2 separate regions of the Mus musculus genome follow, and region 2 is linked to region 1. Evidence: chromatin contacts called from public HiChIP or PLAC-seq data. All regions are on one chromosome and are shown on one strand. Each heading gives the region's core, a stretch centred on a gene start, on an enhancer-like site or on the middle of the called end of the contact. The rest is flanking DNA. Distances are from core to core; before and after follow the strand shown.

Region 1 (5,462 bases), core at 2,658-5,157:
AATGGGCTATCGTATTAAGTAGGTTATCCAAAGAAGGGTAAACACTTTTTAGTTTCAGCTAAAAACATATATACACAAATGTAAAATGAGCACATTGCTGTTATGGTTATAAATAAATATAGCGAGAAAACTACGATGGTAATGGTACTTCCCCAGACTGATCTTTTAGTGCTTATTATCTTCCAAGGTCACAGGAACGTGTAATATGTAATTCGAATGTCCTAGAGTCTATAAGAATTGTAGGGCTAGGGAGATGGCTTGGCAGTTAACAGCACAGGCTACTCCTCCTGAAGACCTAGGTTTAATTCCCAGCACCCACATGGTAGCTTACGACCGAGCGTCTGTAATGCCAATCCTAGGAAATCTGACACCCACTTCTGGCCTCCTCGGGCTATGAATGTGGTGCCAAGACATAGATGCAGACAAAACACTCCTACACATAAAATAAATGAATGATAAAATTTTTAAGAGATTTGAAGATTTATGCTGATGTATGACAACCAATCTAAACTTGTCTTAATTAATAATCCTGCTGCCCAGCAGGCTTCTCTGAGTACTCCAGATTTGTAGCTTGAACACTCTTAAGTAATAATCAACTTGAGGCAACTTGCCGTTTTATTCTCTTGTATCCATTTTGCTGAATTGTGTGTGTGTGTGTGTGTGTGTGTGCGCGCGCGCGCGCGCGCGCTTAGCTAAACACTAACTGTATTTTAAAATTGGGCTTTGAATTCACTTACAAAATAAATCTGAACTTTCAGAAAGATAAAGTCTACTTACCTGCATCCCTAAGCAGCCGATTATGGCTTCCTCTGAGATGGCTGCAAGCACTCTCCCTGTTCTTAATGGAATGGAGCAATTGCTGCTCAAATCACCATTGTGAAGGCATTACACAATTTTATCTGTCTGTATTCTATTTCTGCTTCACGTTGTTGTTATATGGAAGCACTATAGCAATGTGTTTTTTTTATCATTGCAAAGGCAGATAAAATAGTTTAACTAGTACAGCAAATTGCAGAATTATACATATAAATCGCCTGCTGCTGCCTTCAGATTACGCCTGTACAGATAAAAAGCATTTTTCACCTTTAAAACAAAACAAAATGAAAACCACTTCCAGTGTTCCCATTGCCTCACACATAAATTATCTCTTAAGGGACCAGGTGCAGTGGGCAGAGGGTTGGCCGGCTTCCCAATACAGCTTTGAGTTTGGCTTTCTAAACATTCTTGTTGAGTTAGAAGTCACGGAAATGCAGAACTTGGAATTTAAAGGCACCAAGTCACGAATTGCCCGTCCCTCCCTCCTCCCCCTATACTGCACCTTTTGCCTTAAGGGAAAGAAACGAGTGGGGGTGGTCCTCAGGAGAAACCAAATTGAAAGGAATTCAATCGCTTTTCCTGTGGCTCACCCTGCCTGCACAGGTGGCTGGGGGAACCACAGATCCACATCAGTGAGAGCAGAAGAGAAACCTAGAATTTGGAAATGCGATCAGACATCCAGGCAGCCGTCCAGTTTTGCCAGAGACACAGGATGAACAAGAAGCCTGTTGGAAGCGCGTATGTGACTTGATTAGCTGATGTACATCTAACAGAATGCCTCGCCTTCCAGACCAGTGTGGAGCCACCCCAGCAGGGCGTTTCTACACCTTGGCACAGGGGTATCTGATACACTTGAACACGCCATAATATTTCTTCCATGGTAGGATTTCTAGTCTGTGAGGTCTACCTCAAAATATTCTTGTAAAGGCATAACATTTCTAGGTAGGAAACAGCTAGCAGCGAGGCTGTCTTCAATTAGAGGTCAACAGAGAAGGGACTGATCCTTCACTCCCGGTGTGTTAGCTACTGTTGGGTCTTCTACATTCCTGTTCTATGCACTCTCATCGGATGGAAAGATCCGTTTTGCATTCTGCTCTAAGAAAGTCCACCCTGCATGGTGTTTGATGATAAAATTGGGTCTGACTCCTGAAATGACTTCACAGCAGAATCTCATGATGCTGTCATGTTCTAGAAGACTAGTCAAGATGGACGCTGGAGAGAGACAGATTCTTCATATTTATTATGCCCTAACCTACAATGCTCTCCTCACGGCCAGCATCTCATTCTTCATTCAAATGCCAACTTCTTGAGGCATTTCAGGGTCTTGCCTTGTGTGTACGTATGCCTCTCACTGTGTCTGTGTGTCTTTGTACTTGAGCACATTAGCAGAGATCAAAGGACAACTTGTGGGACTTGGTTCTGTCCTTCCACTGTGTGGATCTCGAGGATAAGTCTCAGGTCATCAGACGTGGCAGCACGTACCTTCACCTGCTGCGCCATCTTGCCAGATCCCAAGACCGCGCTTTCTATGGCAGAATGCCTCAGCCTTCTGTCTGGTTTACCTTGCTCATGAATTATTGCATAGTTATTTTAATTGCCCATTTCCCCTATCTCTTGCATCTTTCTTTCATTAAAATGGAAGCTTAATAGAGTATTGTCTTTCCAGGACTCAGCAAGTATTCAGAGCACAATGAAACTACTGTGTACCACAGTAAATCTACACAATCAAATCATGCTTTGTGGATGAAGTACTGAAGAGAAAAAATACTTGAAATGCTTTATTTTTGTTAAATATGTGACTCAACTTTTTCTATGTGATTCAGCAATAACAACTCCAAAAAAACTCAAGACATATCTCTCTCTCTCTCTCTCTCTCTCTGTGTGTCTCTCTCTTTGTCCCTCTCACAGGTGGGCCTCAATAGTCTTTATCCTTCGATCTAGGCTAATAGCAGATATTATAAGGGCATTTTGGACAACATCTTAGTTTTATAGCGGAAGAAAAGAGTAAGAACATTTTGAAGTACAGTGTGGGGCTAGAGAGGTTTTAGTCACTTTTATACCCACCACCGAGTCTGGAAGTTTTCACTTCAGTTAGGACACTGGGACCTATAGACGACAGGCAACCAAAGTAGATATGTACCATAGAGACAGAAACACACTTCTTGTCACCACGATTTTTATTGAGTTAATTCCTTAAGTTTCATATTTTCAGGGTTGTGTACTTGGTATTTATTGGGAAATGTTCCAAAGAAGAAACTTCTGAGGCTAAAGGTTATTTTGTTTTTTTCCTCAGCATTTGAAACATGCAAGGGAAGAAAGCACCAGTTTATTTCTTAAAGGGGGGGTGGGGATCAGGTTTGCTCATGTTCTGCCTTCTTCCTTAGATACATCATGTCCATTTCTGATAGCTTAGTAACTCTATGATCAGCCGCCTTCTTCAACAGTTGTGCAATGCCTGTGTGAGGCTTTAGGAGACCTTTCTCTTTCTGATAGTCACTACCAGATGCAAACAAGGGGATGTGTCCCCGCATGCTCCTGTTGTTAAACAATAAGCCAAGTAAGAGGAAAGCAAGATTGATTTAGGTAATAAATCCAAGATACTTGTTGAATGAAGCATCACACAGATTCACGTTGTGCCTTGTCCATCACCAGCCAATCAATGACACTTGGACCTGGGATGACCAGGTCAACTTCTACCAAGCTCGCACTGGGTAGCGGAAATGCAGAGGTCACCTCTCAGAATGACACTGACTGGGTGGAGCTATGGTGATTCCACAAGCCTTGGTCATTGTCTTGCTTAGTAAGAGGCTTCCTGGACTCCAACAGCTAAATACTAACTCACTCAGATCTCAACACCAGGGGAACAAAAAGGCCTTTGGGATATCAACTCCCTGGTGACCCAGGTCTGACTAGAATTGAATTTCACTCTGCTTAGACCCTGTCGTAAAAAAAAAAAAAAAAAAAAAAAAAAAAAAAAAGGAAAGAAAAAGAATAAGGAAGGAAAAAAAAGGCCTTTGAGTGAACCCTGTTCTTTCGTTAGCATGTAAATGAACATGAATGTGAATGTAGCCAATGGATGGCTTCTGCCACCTCTCTCCTCCCACCTCTCCCACTAACACTCTTTGTTAGTGACTCAGACTCTGCTGCGCTCTGTTGGGAGCCGGTGTCGCGCATATTTACTGTTAGTTTCTCGTGCTTTCCTGTGTGTGCCTGTCCTAGCTCATAATCCTTGAATTTACTCTGGAGATTTGGAGATGCCATCAAATCTTCAACATCAAAAGGCTTAGCATTTTTTTGTTTGCATTTACACGCAAAGCTTACAAAGTTCTCAGGAGGGACCAGGGAGAAGAGCGAGCGTTCTTCAAACCCTTGTTCGTGGTTAACTGTCAAAGCCTCAGGGTGAAATCACAGAAGTTTGTTTTCACAGGGAAGGAATATGATGTTTTAATTTCAAGTTTTCTTAAAACATAATGGTAAACATGAACAATATTTCTTTTTCTTTTCATCATCTTAAAGTAAAACTGTAGTTGTTAGTCATGGCTAAAAAGGCATATAAACCCATCAACTCGTTTTCTCTCTGAGAGATCAGTGTTGAGGCTGCCTTGAGGATCATAACTGAAGCAAACAAAGTGGGGAAACTGGTATTTTAGGCACATTACTCTAAGTCACTCAATCCCCAGAGAGAGCTTGAGCAACAGCTGTAACTTTGATCATCTTAACACTGTTGAAAAAAAAATAGTATGTATATCCCTAAAATTAGCCACGAGCTGAGGGAGAGAGTAGTAAATTACGTTCTTTAATCTGCCTGTCTCGCTGTAAGATGGCTCAATTAACAACGAAACCATCTCAGCAGACCGCACTGAATCAACTCAGTAAAGAGACCGGGATTTCAATCTTCCAAATCAAGAGTCCTACTATATTATAAGGTATGTGTGCTTATTAAATTATTTTATACATCATTACTATCAAAGTAAAATTGATTTAGTCACTGAAAAAAATCTAAACTCACTTCAAGCGGCTGGTTTTAGTTTTTGAAAGATTTATTTTAGTATACCTATGTGTGTGTGTGTGTGTGTGTGTGTGAGTGTGTGTGTGTGTGTGTGTGTATAGAGGATTGAGAACAGTGTCCCAGTGTGTGTGTGTGTGTGTGTGTGTGTGTGTATAGAGGATTGAGAAGTGTCCCAGTGTGTGTATGTGTGTGTGTGTATAGATGAGTGAGAACAGTGTCCTAGTGTGTGTGTGTGTGTGTGTGTGTGAGTGTGTATGTGTGTGTGTGTATAGAGGATTGAGAACAGTGTCCCAGTGTGTGTGTGTGTGTATAGATGAGTGAGAACAGTGTCCCAGTGTGTGTGTGTATAGAGAATTGAGAATAGTGTCCCAGTGTGTGTGTGTGTGTGTGTGTATAGATGAGTGAGAACAGTGTCCCAGTGTGTGTGTGTGTGTGTGTGTGTGAGTGTGTGTGTGTGTGTATAGAGCATTGAGAACAGTGTCCCAGTGTGTGTGTGTGTGTGTGTGTGTGTGTGTGTGTATAGAGGATTGAGAACAGTGTCCCAGTGTGTGTGTGTGTGTGTATATAGATGAGTGAGAACAGTGTCCCAGTGTGTGTGTGTGTGTGTGTGTGTATAGAGGATTGAGAACAGTGTCCC
Region 2 (4,717 bases), core at 207-2,706, 98 kb after region 1:
ATGCCACCGACCCTCAGCATCCGCCGAGCCGGCGTGCGGGCGGGCGTGCGGGCGTGCGGGCGTGCGGGCGTGCGGGCGGGAGACCCCAAGGCCGGGACTCGGCGGAGAGCCGGACCGCTGGCTGCTCCGGCGGCTGGCCCCCGGCGGACTGGGGCGGCTGGACCCCCTCCCCTCCCCTCCCCTCCCCCACGCCCGCCCCCGCCCTACCCGCGGCCGCGGCCCCAGATAAGCGCTGGCGCGGCCGGGCTCCGCGGGGCTAGTGGCACCGACTTGGGTATGTTTCTTATGAATACTGCGCCGAGCAGGGGTCGGTCGGGGGGTGCGGTAAGGGGTGCCGGGGCGGGCGGGAGGGGAGAGCAGAGCGGCTAGGGAAGCGCCGGCGTGGGGGGATGGGGCTGAGGCGAGGGGAGGAACAGGAGCAGAGCGAGCTCCGCGGCAGCGGGAGGAGGGCGGCCTCCCCCACCCCACGCCCTCCCTCTCCTTCCTAGGCGTCACTAAAGTCCAGGAAAATTATGCTAATGAGGACAAACGGCTTTCACAAAGGGGCTCTCTTGTGGGGTTCTATTTTTTAAGAATCTGTCTGAGAAACCACGCAATTCCCTGCCATGGACATTTTCATGGGGTGGGGGGTGGGGAAAGAAGAGAAGAAGAAATGAGTTGCCCTGACTTTGGGCAGTTTTCTTCACCTGCCGCTCCCAATACAGACACCCTAAAGCCAGTCCCTGTGGTGTAGGGCCTATTTCCAGACACCTCCCAAATGCAATTCAACTGCCTTTGGTTAAATTTCTAGGCTTAACGGAAGGAAGTATCCCAGGGAGATGGACAACTGTCCCTACAGTAAAATGAACCTTTGTGGGCTCAGGCACACACAAAGATATTCAGAAACTTAAGTCTCCACCTCTTGTGTACCCATTGCACAGTACCGGCGGGCACGGAAGCAGGTAGTCCATGAGGAAGATAGCTAAGGAACCAACACAAATGGACATCCGGGATATTTCACCCTCTAATTAGTTGAATGGCCTTCCTTTTGCTTGGTTGAGGAAAAGCCTACATTTGCTTGGTAATATGCCACAACGTTAAAGAGGATGGGGTCGTTCCCAATGCCCCGTTCAGCTTCCCAGCTTCAGAAACAAACTCCTCCAAAGCACGGGGGGGGGGGGGGGCGGAGAAGAGAGAAAAGGAGCTTTCGTGCAATTCCGAGGCGTCAACGAGGGTCCCTCTCAAAGGAAGGTGTTAAAAATATAAGTAGTATGTTTAAACTGTCAGGGAGCCAAAGTGTCACCTTAGAGCAAAAACAAAGCCAGGGGGGAAAGGGAGAAATCAAAAAAGCACTCCGGGCCAGGGTGGCCTCATGCATACCAATGGTTTTTGTCATTTATGGCTGGGCAAGATTTATGACTCGGCTCCCCAAAGCTGTAAACAGAGCACAAAACAGCAAACACTTGCTCCTTATGGCAGATTGCAGCGGCGCAACTTGAAAGGGAAGAGCCCGGGACGTGTAGGAGGTGAGAGCCGGCCGCAAAATCCGCTCGGCCGCTTTTTCTCTTCAAACCCTCAGGGTCGGATGTGGCATTTGAAGAAAGAAGGCGTGGGTCAATAATCAACCCGCACTTTCTCCTCCAAACTGCTGACGCGACTCTCACCGCCTTCTCAGCTAAGCCAGCTGCAGGGAAGGCCGTGAGAACCAGACCTAGGAGTGGACTGTCTGAGCCAAGGGGGCTGAGAGCGTTGGAGCAAAGGGCTAGGGCGTATGCAACGCATACCTTTCTTGCACCACCAAATCAAGCAGCCCGAGTGCCAAGACCAGGCCGGACCGAAGGAAGTGCAGGAGCCGCGGGAGAGCTCAGCTCCGTGCGCCCTCGACTAGCACCTAGGTGGCTCTGGGCGGTGGGTCCCAGCCGGCAAAATAGAGCTCTGATTTCAATAAGCGGGTCTGGCGTCCTGGCACATAGATTGCGGGTACCCGCGGCTCATCTGAAATCCAAAAGGCTGGCTTTGAAGCAAGCATAGGCGAGATTGTTAAAATTAATAATTTATAATAGCAAGGTTTTGTTGGCTTGTTACTGGGTTGTGATCGAAGATTCGCTGCTATTTGATATCCATTTCTAGAAATTGCTCACTGCCGCTTTCCAGGCGAATCCCGCAGTTCCACAGCCTCTCCCAAACCACCAAGCTTTTCTTTGCTCAGCATCCGTGGGCTTCCCCATCTTTTCTAAGTCCCGTGATTTCCAGAGTGACCAGAAGAAGCGTTTTCTAAGGCACAGAAGAGTACTTGTAGCAACGGGGTGCCTGATGGAACCTTTCTGCCATTCAAGGGGTGTCCTGCCCATCTCTGAGGGGGCTCACCGCTCCAAGACTCTCTGTGCAAGCCAGGGAGGAAGGTGAGGAGTAACTTTTGGCAAGAAGTATCGTTAAAATCCAAAGATGGGGAGGGAAGGTATTGAGGAAATATGCTGGCCTATGAAGATGAGGATGGAACTTTGAGAGTCCAGGGGACCAGTCTTTCTAATAGCTAATCGTTTGGCCATAACCTGGGTGGCTTTAGCTCTTTCCTGGGAGGGGAGAGAAAAAGCCAACTGTGCTCTATGAAAGCAGTTATTGGCTTCTTACTGTGCATGCTTTTTATACAGAACCAGGCTGGAGAGTCTGTTGTTAGATATTTATTCTCTTGTCGGCACTGAAGCCACAATAAAAAGATGCCTCTAACAAACCTTTACTCCATTTCTCCTTCTTTCTAGTGAAACTATATTATTTATGAGTCTTTAACTGGGTCAAAAATGCACCAGAACTGGGTCATAAATCATATGAAATGCTGACAAGTAATTGAACAGCAATTAAAGCTTACATTTTATTTCCAAGGGGTGTTTTAGAGCACTCAAACAGCCTCAGTTAAGCACAGTTACCACCGAGGTCTGCACGAGGGAGGGCAGAATCCACCCTGCCTGGGGAAGTAAATCTCACTCAAGTCGGAGAAGCCTGGTTTGAATTTTTTAAATAAAGGAATATGAATATTTTTTTTTAACTAAAGAAGGCAAATTTGATTCCTAACTCCTCACAGGGATCTCTTTATCTGCTTCAAGGAGCAAAGTAAAGACTAATTTCTTTCACCTTTCCAAAGACTTTCACTCTTCCCAGGAGCAGAAGGTCCCCAAAGCCCAATTAGCCCCAGCCTGGCCAATATTTTGGAGCGGAGCAGTTTAACTAATCTCCCTCCATACAGGCAATAGCTCCCTTTCAGGGGATATAAAGCCAGAGAAATGTTGTCTCTGCTTGCTAAGGACTACAGCTACAGAATTCCCTCCAATCTTGGGCACATAGGCCAGTTCTTTAACTCTCCAGGCTGGCTTAGGGTGTACAGAAAGCACCCAACCCAAAAACACTGGTGGGAGCTCAAACTAAGCCCCAGACCCCCTTCTGCAAATCACACCGACCAGACCTCCGGGCAGCTGGCATGCTCCCCAGCACCCCAGGCTTCTCTCTCTCCATCCCTCCCAGGCAGCTATTGCTCTGGAAACAATGGCATGCCCTCCAGGTTGGACTCACTGGGTCCGGCATTGGGAACTCTGCCTCCCCCCCCCCCCAACCCAGCACTGAACAAAGTGGCTGGAAGCATCATCAGTAAAATGGCAGTGTGTCTGCACATTCTCCTCATTGATTTTCCTCTTACATTTGCTCAGGCTGCTCAGGTCAGCCCTAACCCTTCACCCTGCTCAGCAAACACTGGCCAAATGGAGAGAGACCCCCTTTCTCAGCTACTGGCCCACACCTTTGTCATAAGGTCTGGCCCTTCTAGCTTCTTGCTGGCCACCTCTCCTAACCAGAGCTTCCAGCCACCTCTGCTGCCTGAGAGAACCCTACCTCCGTCTGGAGCTTAGCTCCTGGGACTTCAGCCCTTCAGGTTGCAGTGGGACAAAGCAACCCCAAAACTAGAGACTACTAGGCCCATCTTGTAGCCCCCAAGTGCCCTCTTCTTTACATCCCACAATACTTTCCAGGGAATTAAACTCAGAGTCTGAGGAGCTACTGGGAATCTTTCAAATGCTTTCAGTTCTAAAACAGAAACAAAGGAAGACAGAGGGAGGGTGAGGGTCCTGTGCATGATCCAGGGTCTCCTTGCCTGACCTCTGTCTCCCACAGCCATAACTCACCCTAGGTATGAACAATCAGAGGAAATACCTTAAAATAAATCCCATCCTCCTGGTGTGGCCGAGAGTCCCATCGGCTAGCTTGCCCAGAACTGCTCCATGAGAACTGAAAACTGCAAACCGCTGGAAGAGCACTCGCTCGCTCCGGAGAAGGGGAAGGAGATGGAGAAGGAGGAGGTGGGTGCGTGGGGGGTTGGGGGGGGAAGCTTTCGCTCTAAAAAGAACCTAGAAATGTAATCGCCAACGAAGCCTGCCTGGGTCTCCGCTCCCAATACCACAATAATGTGCAGCATCGTGTGCTCACGTGGTCAGACGTCAACTTAAATCCTTTTATTTGAAATAGGGAATCACTGAAGGAACCAGGTTTCCAAGCAGAACATTTAGATTTGCGAGAGAAAAGTAGGGACTGTAACCAGTCCAGGGTTGGAGTTCTATCTCACCAGCAAGAGCATGAGGGGGGCACCCCACACACATACATACCACACAAAGGCGCTTGTCTCCTACGTACATTTCTTTACACACACTCCAAACACAGGGAAACAGCAATGCTGTCTGTCTTCTTCGTGTTCACT

Evidence for each region. HiChIP or PLAC-seq counts read pairs in DNA pulled down with a chosen protein or histone mark.
Region 2: a contact with region 1 is called in an H3K27ac HiChIP or PLAC-seq map of embryonic stem cells, with 9 read pairs. The contact joins the promoter of 5730596B20Rik here to the enhancer-like site in region 1. A contact is called at or near these places in 6 of 484 Hi-C or Micro-C datasets (brown adipocytes, embryonic fibroblasts, embryonic stem cells and 2 more), 3 of 115 datasets of contacts at active chromatin or transcription factors (cardiomyocytes, embryonic stem cells and neural progenitor cells) and 3 of 9 other capture datasets (adipose tissue, liver and pancreatic islet).

Annotation. Positions count from the first base shown.
Region 1 is chr6:52,075,199-52,080,660 of GRCm38.p6, forward strand. No RefSeq gene overlaps it. Among named protein-coding and RNA genes, the nearest start is that of Halr1, 25 kb to the right of the region's middle. Within about 2 kb of position 3,908, at least 42 of the 459 cell types and tissues checked have an H3K27ac peak or open chromatin away from gene starts, as enhancers often do. A contact at or near this core is called in embryonic stem cells and neural progenitor cells, where this site is marked.
Region 2 is chr6:52,175,699-52,180,415 of GRCm38.p6, forward strand. It overlaps 5730596B20Rik (RIKEN cDNA 5730596B20 gene), which reads left to right and starts at 1,457. Exons shown (of 1, transcript NR_163848.1): 1 at 1,457-4,717. All of the region lies in intron 3 of Hoxa3 (homeobox A3), which reads right to left. All of the region lies in intron 1 of LOC115490409 (a long non-coding RNA gene), which reads left to right.